2 separate regions of the Sus scrofa genome follow, and region 2 is linked to region 1. A link is a contact called in public HiChIP or PLAC-seq data. All regions are on one chromosome and are shown on one strand. The core of a region is the stretch at or near the end of the contact, and the rest is flanking DNA. Distances in the headings are between cores, read along the strand shown.

Region 1 (6,307 bases), core at 3,521-6,020:
GGGAAGGCCGCATCCCAGTGTCCCTCCCATTCATGCCCTGGCCCTGCTTGGCCAGGTTCAACTGTGCCAAGGGTGATCTGAGACCCTCATGGGTCTCAGTGGTGGCTACCGCCTCGGCTCTCAAGTTACTGGCCTTCCTTTAGCCCCTCCCTCCCGGAGACCCTGTTCTGAGGGCTGGCTACAGGTGCTCCCTCTTTGCTGTGGGTCTCACCAGCTGGCCAGTGATGTCTTCACTGCGGAAGGCGATGGATTCAAGTTCATTGCCACGGCTGGTCAAGGCCCGCAGGCAAGAGTCCCGGCTCTCAAATCGCCGCTCGAGGAACTCAATGGACTTCCGGGCCTTTTCCTGTACCACACGGGCATAGCCCCCAGCGCGGTGGTCTGTCTCCTGCCCCTTGGCCAGGCCGTCCAGCTCATTGATCACTGACAAGACACAGTCCCACAAGGAATCCGCCTTAGCAATCATGGCTTCGTCACCTCAGCCTCGCCTTCCCAGCCAGCCCCTCCCCGGACCACAGAGGCCATCCTGCCCCACGGGAGTCTTCCAGGGAGACTGAGGGACCTCGGGGGGCAAGAAGTGTCCCAGACTTTGCACGGCATCCTATCCTCTTTCTGCTTCTTCCCCTGGGCCTCGTCCCCCTCCTGGGAGGAACTTAGAGGGATTTTTCTGGAGCTGCTGTGTTCAGAGGAAGACACCTGGCCCCTCTCAGCTACAGGACCAAATTGAGAGGGTCCCTCCGGACAGGCAAGGGTATGTAGCGGCTAGCGGGAAGGAGGCACTCTCCCTCATCCGCGAGGGCCCCCAACCACAGCGGTCCAGGAGAGGCGCCGTTCTAGGCCTGACCCCGGCAGATGCAGAAGCTCACCAGGTGGGGAGCAGCGGTTGCAGCCTCACTTGCAAGGATCCTGCTAGTCCCCTAAACCATACCCTTGGCACATCCACCTCCTCTGATGCTGCACGTGTGTGTGTGTGTCTGCCTGCCTATGTGTCTGGGACACGGCTTCATTTTCTGGTGAAGATTCTTTCCAAAATTCCAGCCAAAAGCCTGAGGTCAAGTGGGAAATATGCACTCCTTGGGGGCTCCGGGAGAGTTTGGGGTCTGAGGCCTCTCCTCGGTGCAGTGATTCATGGCTCACAGAGTCGGCATGAGCATGCTGTTCCATGGTGAGCCTGGCACTCACTGTCTGGGTATTCAGAGACACTTTCTGGAAAGGGCCCTTGTGGGAACACACACACACACACACACACACACACACACACACACACACACACACACACACACACAAAACCATGCTTTCAGCAACCTGAGGCTGCACTATCCACGCAATGTATGGCTGAGGCTGGGGAGTAGTGGTGGATGGGTGTATGGCACAGCAAACAGAACATCAAACATGAAAAACTGGTATTCTATCCCAAAATCTGCTTTCCTGCTTCCAAACTAAACAGGCTTCAAAGGGGAAGCTTGTTTGTGCTTCTGCACCAGGCGGGGCTTCTTGGTGCTGGGGTCAGGCCTAAGGAGCACGGAGCAGGTTAAAGAGCAGAAGAACCAAGCAGGGAAGGCTGTCAGCTTAACCCTTAATGCTCTAGGCACGGGGCAGGAGTCCACCGAGGGCTCCTCACTCAGCAGGAGGCCCTGCTACAGGCCCTGAGAGTCAGGTCCTGCCCAGCTGAGGACGGTTCGAAGAGGCTGGCCTGGATGCCGTGACAGGCCTGGCATCTCCCAGCCCCTGGGGGTTGGTCTATTTATTCAGCAGGGTCTTCTCCTCTGGGTTTGCTCACATTGCTCCCTCCCCACTGAATCTGGCCTTCCCCCCTCAACCATAAGCTCTTCAAGTCAAGAGCTGCAGCTCTGCCTTTCACTGGGTCCCTTGGGAACGAGGAGATCGAGCACACAGCAAGGGCACAATCAGTGCTGGGGACCAAGAACTGTGCCGGCCTGGGTGGCGTGTGAGGTTCCTCTCAAGACTTAGGGGGCTCCTGAGATGTCAGCAACCTCTCTGCTGTACCATTTCCTCACCATCTAGCATTAAGGGACCAATCCACTTTCTTTCCCCTGAGAATCTCCGGGTAGGCGAGCACAGGGAGAGCTGCCCAACCCCGGGAGCCGGAAAGGGCAGAGGGAGAGCGGCCACCACCCGACAGTCTCACTCTGCCTTGGGGAGACAGGCTGCTCTACTTCTGAAGAACAGAAAGCCTTCCCTTGGGTCTCAGGGCCTGGGTTTAGGAGGTTCTGGCCAGGCCACATGGGGAGGGGGAAGGAAGACAGGGAGGGCGGAGGCGGGCCGAGGGCTGCTTCAGTGCCAACATTCTCAGGTGGTGCTAACGTGTTTCCCACAACCCCCCAGGGCTCTATAGCCTCTGCAGGGCGGATGTTTCCTGCCCTTTGTTTCCACCCTCATCTGGCACTAAGACACTGGGGACTGGGAGGGAAGGCCCAGTGGAACATCTTGGCATGGATGTCAGAGGTGGCTTGGCAGGCAGACTGCCAGTCTGGCAGCTTTTCCAGAGGACAGGGTTCCCAAATGTGCTCCAAGTGGCTGCTGAGAACGGGAAGTGGAAAAGCCTGGGCTTCCAATCACCTCCTCGACCCTCTCCCTCCACAGGACAGCTCTTGGCAATATTAGCTCTATCAGTTATCTCCTGAGACTGACCCACCACAGGGCTCCAAGAACCAGGGGTGCCTTACACAGTCCCCTGGGCTCTTCTGGCCTGAGGGGGGGAAGCAAGCTAGCTGGGTCCCGAGATGCTGACCCTGTACCAGCACCAATGACCAGACAGTGGTAAGGGCCCAAGTGGCAGCAATCCACAGGCATGAGCCAAGGGCTTGCTCTGGAGGGTTTCCATCGGCCTTAGGGTGACACTGGCCAGAAGAATGCTACCTCGAACCAACAGAATGATCATGAAAAGCTACAAGACAATCAGACCAAAGGCATCTAACCACTTCAAAATCCTCCCAGCCTCCCTGCCAGACCACCCAGCAGCACTGCCGTTATCTGCCAGGGCTGAGTGTTTACCAATAACGGGAACCAGCTTTGCTGTTTTACTGCAAGCTTTATAAGGATAAAAACAAGGGCTGGGCTCATGCAGCCTCTGGTTGCTGGGACACAGGAGTCCATTTGCTCAAGCAGTTTAAGCCATGGATCAGCCATAATAATTTGAACTGCTTTGATTATTAAACAATTTTCCTTGCCCCACGCATTCCCTACTTCCCTGCAAATCCTGTCTTACACACACAGCGGGGTTCTGCTGGCCTGGCCCCCGGGCTGTGGGGCACGTGTGCAGAAGGGGCTGCTGCGCACGTGCAGGGCTGCTTGGGCCTGACTCACCGATGAGGGGCACCACCAGGATGTACTTCCTGCTCTCCAGCAGCCGGGCCAGGCTGGCCAGGTGGTCAATGAAGCCGTTGGTGTCTGGCACAAGGAACAACGGTCTGATCTCGAGCTCCATCTGCCTCATCTGACTCTGGTCCTCCAGGACAGCCTACAGGGACACAGAATGGTGAGTGAGCCAGTGAGTGAGCAGGCAAGCGGTGGGCGCGCCAGCGCCCTGACTCCGCGGTGTGTCAGCATCCTGCCGCGGCTGCCGAACCTCTTCCCCCTCCAGAGGGGCAGCCGGGACAGGCCCAAGGGCTGGGCGAAGCCCTGCAACAAAAATCAACACTAACCAAAAGGCTCGGGGGAACGGGGTGTGACCACAACCCTGCGTGGGACTGAGAAAGGACCCTGATGGTAGTAAAAACAACGGGTCTCTGAATCTAAGACCTCAGGCTAAAAATCGACAAAGGAGAGTTAGGTTCCCTGGGTACGAAAGCAGCTAAACATGTTATCTACACAGCAAATATGGGGGCACTTGTCAATCCAGACACTTTATACACATACATATAACCCAAATGGAATCCGTTATTTCAACTTACTTCACGGTGTAGCTGAAGGAAACAAACAAAGAGAGGATAAAGAGAAGAAAGAAAGATAGAAAGGAAACAAACTCCGAGTCCATACAAAAGAAGTGACCCTGACACCTGATCATCAACACCAAAGTGCCCCCCGTAAGTCCCCTTCGGTGGCCGAGTCCATCCACATGGTGCGATGGATTAGACCCAATGCACAGATCTGCAAAGGAACCACCCAGACTGGTGAGAGTCGCCACCATCCCCTCGAGCAGCACGGGGTCCCCTAAGCAGCGGCCTTCTGGGTTCTATCCCTGCTCCTCTGCCATGATCTACAATCTACATACTCTTATTTACCTGGTGTTTTTCTTTAAATTAACTTAAGTCAATTTACTTCTGTGGAACAGCAAATAATATCTGCGGCATCAGGCGTCTGACAGCCTAGGCCTGTGTTAACCAGCGCAAGATGAATTTCCACAGCAAAGTCTGCGGGTCCCCCATGCAGCACTAAAAACCCGCCTCACATAGCAGCTCTGGTGTCCTGGGCACCCCACCTCAGAAGGCACACGGCCTAGTGCTTGTTAGTCTTATGGATGCTCTCGTCTTTCAGGGAAGCTCCATGTCCATCTGGGAAAGCCCGAATCTCTGACAGGGCCTGGTGTGGCCGCGGCCCTCTCAGACAGGCCGTGGGTACGTCTGTCACTAGAGAACATGGCTACTCTTGTGCTGCTTCCTCTGCTGGGGACCATGGCCAAGAAGCAAACTGACTCGTGGGCATCTGCCCAGACAGCGTGCTCCCTGTACACAGAGCCTAAGAGGCTGGGCAAGCAGGTCCCAGCCCTGTCCTGCCCTCTCCTGGCTTCCTGCCACACATCAGCTTGCAGGGACACAGACGCCAGCACAGAGGAGGGAGCAGATGTGCGTGCCAACTGAGGTGGGTCCCACAGGCTGGGCCCTGGCCACTAACAGTCAGTGAGGAAGGTGCTCAGGTTTCACTGGCAATGACAGTAAAACTGAAAGGGCATGCCTTTGAAAGCTGGGGGTGGCTCCTCTGTGACCTGCTGGGGACCTCTCCCTATGAGTAAGTCGTTGCTGCCACTGCCACCGCAGCTGGTGGAAGGCACACGACGCTGGCAGGCACGAGAAACGCGGCTGAGGGGCTCAGGGGCCTAAAGTCTCCCCGCTGTTCCCACCTCCTCAGGGGAAAGCACCGCTGCCGTGGCCACGCTCCCAGGGGAGGGGGTCACTGGTCCTTCCAGGGGGCTGCCAGCTAGAAGGTGACACATGTTCCACTGAACTCAGCTTGGGTATTTTCTAAAAACTGACTTTGAATTGAGATGTAGTGACACTGAACCCTGGGACGGCGTGGGCATCTGAGCACAGGAAACAGCCCCACTCAGGGCAGTGGGCCCTCCGTTGCTCCTCAGCACGCCCATCGCTCATCTCCCAGGTCTTAAGGTTCTCCAGCCAGCCCTTCCGCTGCCAGGCACGGGTTTTTATTTTTTTTTGTTTTTCGTCTTTTTAGGGCCGCACCCGCGGCATATGGAGGTTCCCAAGCTAGGGGTCGAATCGGACTGAGTGAGGCCAGGGATCAAACCTGCAACCTCACGGTTTCTGGTCGGATTCGTTAACCACTGAGCCATGATGGGAACTCCAGGGACGTTTTGCTCAGCATCAGAGGCCCCCCCAAACCTCTTTCTGGGGAGGAGGGGCAGGACGGGCACTGTCGCCAGCCGGGGAGCTTGGGGGGGCACCGGCCCACAAAGACCTCCTTTGCATCTCAGTTTCCTGCCTCCAGGAATGACCCTCCAGCGCTGAGGCCAGGTCTGAGCAAGCGGAACTGGCTGCCCCTTTCACCCTGTGGGAAGAGTGAGCTCCTAAGACCTACAGTACTTTCCTTCCGTAAATGCTGGCAGTGGGCAGGAGGGTCTTTGGGCCACGTGGCCAAGGGAGGCTGGGGGCTGCGCCTACTTGGGTGTTCTGACGACAGGACGGAAGAAAAATCTAGGTGCAAGGTTCAGGGAGGCACTAACGGTCTGAGTCCTCTGAGTTGTGGCTCAGGGCCAGGAAGGTGAACAGAGGCCACGGCCTCTTAGGGAGGTGGCAGCCTTGTTGGTTCTCCAGGGGTGGGTGGGGTCAAGCTGGATGAGGGTGGTCAGAGCTGTGCTGCCACCATCCGGTCCCAGGGACACCCGCAGACAACTTCCCTTAACCTGGCTCTGCCCAGTGAGTCACCACACAACTGCTTCCTGTTCCCCACATGCCCTCCGGGAGTCTCAGGAGATTAAATGAGGTTGTTCCCCCTTCTCTTGGGGTACCGGTAGGCCTCTGGGGGGGGTCACCCCTGGCTCATGAGACGGGCCCAGTCCCCTTAAAAGGATGGCAGACGAGGAAGGACTGGGCGTCCGCAGGCCCTTGTC
Region 2 (6,386 bases), core at 931-3,430, 150 kb after region 1:
AAAAAAAATTAAAGAACAAACATATATGCCAAAAAAAAGGAAAAAAAGATAGAAAATACTTACTAGAAAGATAGTAAGGAAAAGAAAGATTTTTAATTAATTTATTTATTTATTTTTGTCTTTTTGCCATTTCTTGGGCCGCTCCTGCGGCATATGGAGGTTCCCAGGCTAGGGGTCGAATCGGAGCTGTAGCTGCCAGCCTACGTCAGAGCCACAGCAACGTGGGATCTGAGCCGCGTCTGCCACCTACACCACAGCTCACGGCAACCCCGGATCGTTAACCCACTGAGCAAGAGCAGGGATCGAACCCGCAACCTCGTGGTTCCTAGTCAGATTCGTTAACCACTGCACCACAACAGGAACTCCGAAAAGAAGGATTTTTAAAATGAGAATTAAGAAAAAAGGACAAATAAGGAACCACAGCGCCTATTTTAAGTGCAACACAACAGCATTCCTGCTACGTGCTCGTTTATGAAGTGATACTGATATTCCCTTACCCACCCTGCAACCGCCGCTTTGCATTACTCACGTGTGACTGGCCTGGGTCTACTAAAAGCTATTAGATCCTTCTCTCCAGTCTCCCCTAGTCAACTCATCTCTTGTAGTGATTCACTCACTGCTACAACAAACATTCTCTGCGCACCTACTACACGCCAAGGACTAGGGAGATAAGAGCGTTCAGCAAAAACGCCCGCCAGAGGAGGGCTAACTTGGGGGTAGGGGGAGGCCAGAGGGGTGCTACTGCTACTGATGCACCTAGTTTACTTTCCTGGGTAAATTACTCCACATTTATTTTTGCTAATAGAGATGCATCTACTGGCACTATGCCAAGTTTCCCAAGTCATTTCAAAATCAAGACTATGGTCATCCCGGTCACTCTTGCCCAGGCTGATGACAAATGACTACGTAACAGGCATACTTTCTAGTTCACCATCCACAAACAGCGTTTTTTCAAGCAGGACAAAGCCTTTCAGTTCTCCCACTGAGGAAACCTTCTAGCGCATTACAGATAAACTTACACGGTTATGACAGAAACTGAAACAGTGCCAACCACTGGGGGATCTATAATTCAAAACAAATCACCTCAAAGGTACCTCACAATAAAAGCTCCAACTCAGAAGATATTAAAATGCACAGAAGACCTGAGGGCATCGTCACCCACTCCTCTCCTGGACTAACGAGGCTCCCAGCACAGGGGCGCTGGCTTTAGGCAGTGAGGACAAACTCTGATCCACCAAAGGAATACTCAAAACTTGATCTCTTTCCAGGGACTCGACAGCTCAAGTAACAAGGTCTCACACTCACACTCACACACACACCCACACCCACACCACCTTCCCTGAGATTTATATGGAAATCCATGGTGGATAGTGAGACCACAGAAAAGTCTTGGCATTTACTGAGAGCAGCAACATGGTGTAGGAAACAGAGCCTAAGAGGAAAGGGTATATGGTTCAGAAGGAAGAGAAAACGCTGGAGGAAGAAAGTGTGTTGCTCTTCTCTTTAAGGGAAAATTAGAGGACAGAATTTTCCCCCAAGGAGGACCCCTGGCAGCTGCACCCAGGGACTAAGCATGACTTCCTCGAGGAGCTCACTAGGGGCTGGGCCGGAAGGCAGAGGAAAGAGAAACCCTGAGGGATTGGGGTGGGGGTTGGGGGAAGACTGTGGTTAAAGGGGGTTTTTTCGTGAAGGTAGAGAAAGAAGAGCCAGCAGGCTGGAGAGTAATCGTTCCCAAATGTCACGAGCACAGTAGGAGAGTGAGGGAAGGGAAGAGGAGAGAAGGTGGAGGCCCCTAAGAATTCACACCCTGTGCCCTCAGTTACAAACACAGTCTAGTTGCTAACAATATTAAATTCCAAAATGACTTGTAATGTAGGAAAATAAAATAAACATCCTGCACACTTACCCAATCCGGGTAAACAGCTTCCCATGGGCATGGAGAAAACTGAGGATGAACCTTTTGTTCAGCTGCATGGGAAAAAGAGAAAGGAGAAAACAATTAAACTTTCCCCAGTTTCCTGTTACTGAACAGAGTCCCTAGTGACACAATAACCTGGCCAGGGTCTAAGGGGTGGGCACTGGGGATGGGAACCAAATGAACATGCCCAAACTCTCACACAGACCCAGGGCCCATGCCCAACAGCTGTTGCTCAGCTGAGCCAAAATGACAGCAGGCTCAGCGAGTGAACAGCACCCTCTGCTGGCAGTGGTGACTGCGTGCAGGGAGCGAAGCAATGAACCCAACTAGGCTGGGTAGAAAGGGAGATGCCAGGCACTCTCTGCCATCTAGGAGGTGGCCCCATAATGATGGAAATAAAACACTGACAAGAACAGGACAGAGATGATAATGATCTTGGATAAGTCCCTAATCTTACTTATGAGCTGTTTCTCTACCTTCTCCAAAACTAAAACTCCCTTTTGGTTACCAAGGGGGAGGAAACCCACCGCTAACTAGCTCATCAAATTGTACTTCTCCAGCTTTTAAACTAAAGTTCAAATCTTTCTCTCTCTCTTTTTTTTTTCCCCCTTTTAGAAAAGCTGAACGCTGGGTTTTTATGTTAAATTCTCTGGGTTTTAAATGTTGGCTACTAATGAAAAAAATTTAAACATTAAGCAAGCCAAAAACACACATTTGCCAGCCACATCTGGCTCACATCAATGAGCTACCAAATTTGCAATCTCAGTTCAAGGTTCTAGAAAATCTATTTCTATCACAACTTAGGGAAGATATTCCTCTGAGCAAAACAAGGCAGGGGAAAAAAATGTCAACTCCCAAGAGTGGAAATAATCTAAAGACCAAACCCTGTCATCTTCCCTGGTCTCCTGGAAGCAATATGCTCTGTAGCCAGACAGGAAGAGGGATCAAGAATCCTGATCTCCAGGGAGTGGTTAGGGCAAGGAACAGTCCAGCACCCTGGATGCCTTCCCCAGGAGGAAAAAACTCTTCCGGCTTATACTCTTGCAAAACAGAACACCAACCAAATTGTGGCAGTTTCACTAATTTCATATGAAGTCGGGTGTGGAGAAAGGCGGGCATCTCATCTCACCAATGCCTCGGACCACTAACCATACAATCTTCAGTCTTTACTTTTGCTTAAACGAATTACATTGAATCAGCAATACTAGATCAAACATTGGTTTCTGTGGCTCGTAAGCTCAGGATACTTCACGGAAGGTAACCTGTCTCTACAGTGAGATGAGTCAAGGGGGTGGACGACGCTGGGTTCCATGAACAGAAGGGAAAGGTGAGGAACTGATGCAAAGTAAACGGCTGATGGTTCCACCACGTCAGTGGCAAGGCCTGGGCTAGAAGGGAAAGGAAGGTGGTTTGAAAAACTTACCCCTCGAACTTCTGCCACGTCCCTGTCGTGGGGTCTCAGGCAACTGATCTAACCTCCCTAAGTTTTTCTTTCCACCCAATGGAGTTAAGAGAACCTATATGTTAAGGTAGTGGTGCATGAGATAAGGCAAGTAAAAGCACAGGCTTGGCATGCTGTAAACACTCAACTGTCAGCCGAACATTCTCTCCCAATGAGTGGTAAAATATTAACTAGAGAATCCAGATGAAGGATATACGGAGTTCTTCATATTATTCTTACAACTTTTCCACGGGGAGGAAATTATTTTAAATAAAAAAGTAAAAAAAAAAAATTCCCTCTCTATTTTTAACTCAATTGTCCCTCTTTCCAGCTGTCAATCATAAACAGGTTAACTCATGCATAACTAAGAGGAATTTCACACATACAGAGTACTTTGGTAGAAACAGAATGATACTAACCCATCTCATTCAAGCCAATTATCATCCCCGAAGCTGCAAGGGAGTTCAGAAATTTAAACAACCTTGGAGTTCCCGTTGTGGTGAAGAGGAAACAGTCCTACTAGGAACCATGAGGTTGTGGGCTCGATCCCTGGCCTTGCTCAGTAGGTTAAGGATCTGGCATCTGTGAGCTGTGGTATAGGTCACAGGTGCAGCTCCGATTAGATCTCTAGCCTGGGAACAGCCACATGTCGCAGGTAGGGCCCTAAAAGGACAAAACGACAGAAAGAAAGAAGAGAAAAGAAAAGAAAGAAATTTAAACAACTTAAACTACTAAATGGCAGAGTTAGAACTTGAACCCAGGTCTTCTGATTCCAAAACAGTTCTCCTCCCCTTAAACTGCCATCTATCTCAGTAAGAGAACTGGTGAGCTTGCTTATTCATGCAGGGCTGATGAGGGCAGAAGAACAATTTAAAAAGCAGTTCGGTTTTACTTTTAAGTTTCCCTTACTGATTAGTAGGAAACATACTGTGTGACCCACAATGACTGCTGGAATAAAATCAGTGCACCAAGAGATTTCTTCATATTGTGGCTCTAGCTATACTTCCCAAAGACCTTTCCCTTAGGGTAGCAGAGGAAGCCTACTTAATCACCTGACTTCACACCTGCCATGATCATAATTTAACTATATCTAATAGAAAGTGGACTTCAATGCATTGTTTTTCAACTAGTGATAGTGAAGGGAATCTTAGGGAACTTTTTCAAACTATACACACATTCTCTCTGACCTTGGTTAATGAGAACCACTGCTTTATTTTTAGTCTGAAAGTACCTGTTACCCTAAATATAGCTTCTCTTTATTTGTCACCAACAACATTTCGAGTAGGAAAGGAGCTAAAATGCAGATGCCTTCTAGAGAGAGGTAAAGGCATGTTATATTGAGGAAGCAGATTTGTTATAGATTGATCAAAATGGGACTAAGCACCATCACATCTAATAACATGAAGTCAGCAAGCGCTGAGGCAGAAATTTTGCAAAACTTAACTGATACCAAGTCTACAGCAAGGAATATCTTAGTCTGAGCTTTCTCGCTCTCTAATATGCCACCATGGACCGGCTTTCATGTTTGGAACGTGTTTATTCTTAACAACATACTCAATGGTCTCACTCAAGAGAGAGCTATTACTCCTTGAATGGTGAGACTGTCTGCCTCCAGGTCTTCCTCACGCAATTACATACTGTTCACCAGAAGCTAACAAAGCTTCTTGGGTGTAGCCCTGAGAGACAGTGTTAGAATTATGAAAGGCTCTTTGGTTCCAGTTCAAAACCAATTCACTATGGACTCCTGAGCATTTCGTATCATCTAAAAGCAACGACCTAAAGAGAGACTAATGGCAGTAGTTGGATGGGCAGATCCCTGGACACTCACAATACTGTCTGTCCTGCCTTCAACTATGGGATTATGAGTAAAAAGCTTTGGGTTGTTCCTCAACTGTAAAATGGAATTTCCACCACGATGGTACCTAACTCGGAGCTCAAAGGACAGTAGAAAGCTTTCTGAAGAGTAAAGGTCTTATGCAAGCCCTGGTTATCATCACTCAGAAGTGCCTAAGTGGTCTGTGAACTGTGGAGCAAGAAAGGAGAAAGAAGCTGCTCAGAGGCAGCAGGACATCACCACAGGAGAGGACTCTGAAACATGCCCAAGTTTAATTCCTAATAGTTGTTCTTGCTTCTAAACAGGTGTATGGGGAGTTCCCGTCGTGGCGCAGTGGTTAACGAATCCGACTAGGAACCATGAGGTTGCGGGTTCGGTCCCTGCCCTTGCTCAGTGGGTTAACGATCTGGCGTTGCCCTGAGCTGTGGTGTAGGTTGCAGACGCGGCTCAGATCCCGCGTTGCTGTGGCTCTGGCGTAGGCCGGTGGCTACAGCTCCAATTCGACCCCTAGCCTGGGAACCTCCATATGCCGCGGGAGCGGCCCAAGAAATAGCAAAAAGACAATAAATAAATAAATAAATAAAATAAAAATAAACAGGTGTATGGAAAACCGAATTTCTGAAAAGTGAATCATTTGAAGGACAGCAGGAGTACTCAGTATTTAGAAGAATTCCAACATGCATCTTTAAAGTGTTTGGGGGAGCATAAATTATCGTTCTCTAACTTATTTATCTGAAATGAGTCTACTTTTATATACCAAGTACTGAAAAAAAAAACTTTGTTGGAGTTCTTCATGACTCAGCAGGTTAAAGATCTGGCATTGTCACTGCAGCAGCTCGGGTTCGATCCCTGGCCCAGGAACTTCCGCATGCTGCTTACAGCCAAACCAAAACCAAAACCAAAACAAACAAACAGAAAAACCCCTTTGTTGTGTTTTATTTTATTTGTTCTATGGCCGTATCCACAGCATATGGAAGTTCCTGGGCCAGGGACTGAATCCGATCCACAGCTGCAGCAACACTAGAGCCTTTAACTCACTGTGCTGGGCTGAGGGTAGAACCCACAACTCCACAGTGACCCAAGCAGCTGCAGTCGGATTCTTAACCCGATGTGCCACAGCAGGAACTCCTTTGCTGTGTTTTTAAAAGGCGGCTCTATCCTCTTAGATATGAGGCAACTAGGCGAAGATCAAA

The links. HiChIP or PLAC-seq counts read pairs in DNA pulled down with a chosen protein or histone mark.
Region 2: an H3K27ac HiChIP or PLAC-seq map of skeletal muscle shows a contact between it and region 1. The contact joins two enhancer-like sites. A contact is called at or near these places in 9 of 47 Hi-C or Micro-C datasets (adipocytes, embryonic fibroblasts, fibroblasts and 5 more) and 2 of 2 datasets of contacts at active chromatin or transcription factors (alveolar macrophages and skeletal muscle).

The regions. Positions count from the first base shown.
Region 1 is chr12:48,177,736-48,184,042 of Sscrofa11.1, forward strand. It overlaps SMG6 (telomerase-binding protein EST1A), which reads right to left. Exons shown (of 19, transcript XM_021067586.1): 16 at 3,328-3,481; 17 at 212-423. Among named protein-coding and RNA genes, the nearest start is that of HIC1, 13 kb to the left of the region's middle. Within about 2 kb of position 4,771, at least 23 of the 83 cell types and tissues checked have an H3K27ac peak or open chromatin away from gene starts, as enhancers often do. A contact at or near this core is called in retroperitoneal adipose tissue and skeletal muscle, where this site is marked.
Region 2 is chr12:48,333,676-48,340,061 of Sscrofa11.1, forward strand. It overlaps SMG6 (telomerase-binding protein EST1A), which reads right to left. Exons shown (of 19, transcript XM_021067586.1): 9 at 1,907-1,968. Among named protein-coding and RNA genes, the nearest start is that of SRR, 50 kb to the right of the region's middle. Within about 2 kb of position 2,181, at least 24 of the 83 cell types and tissues checked have an H3K27ac peak or open chromatin away from gene starts, as enhancers often do. A contact at or near this core is called in retroperitoneal adipose tissue and skeletal muscle, where this site is marked.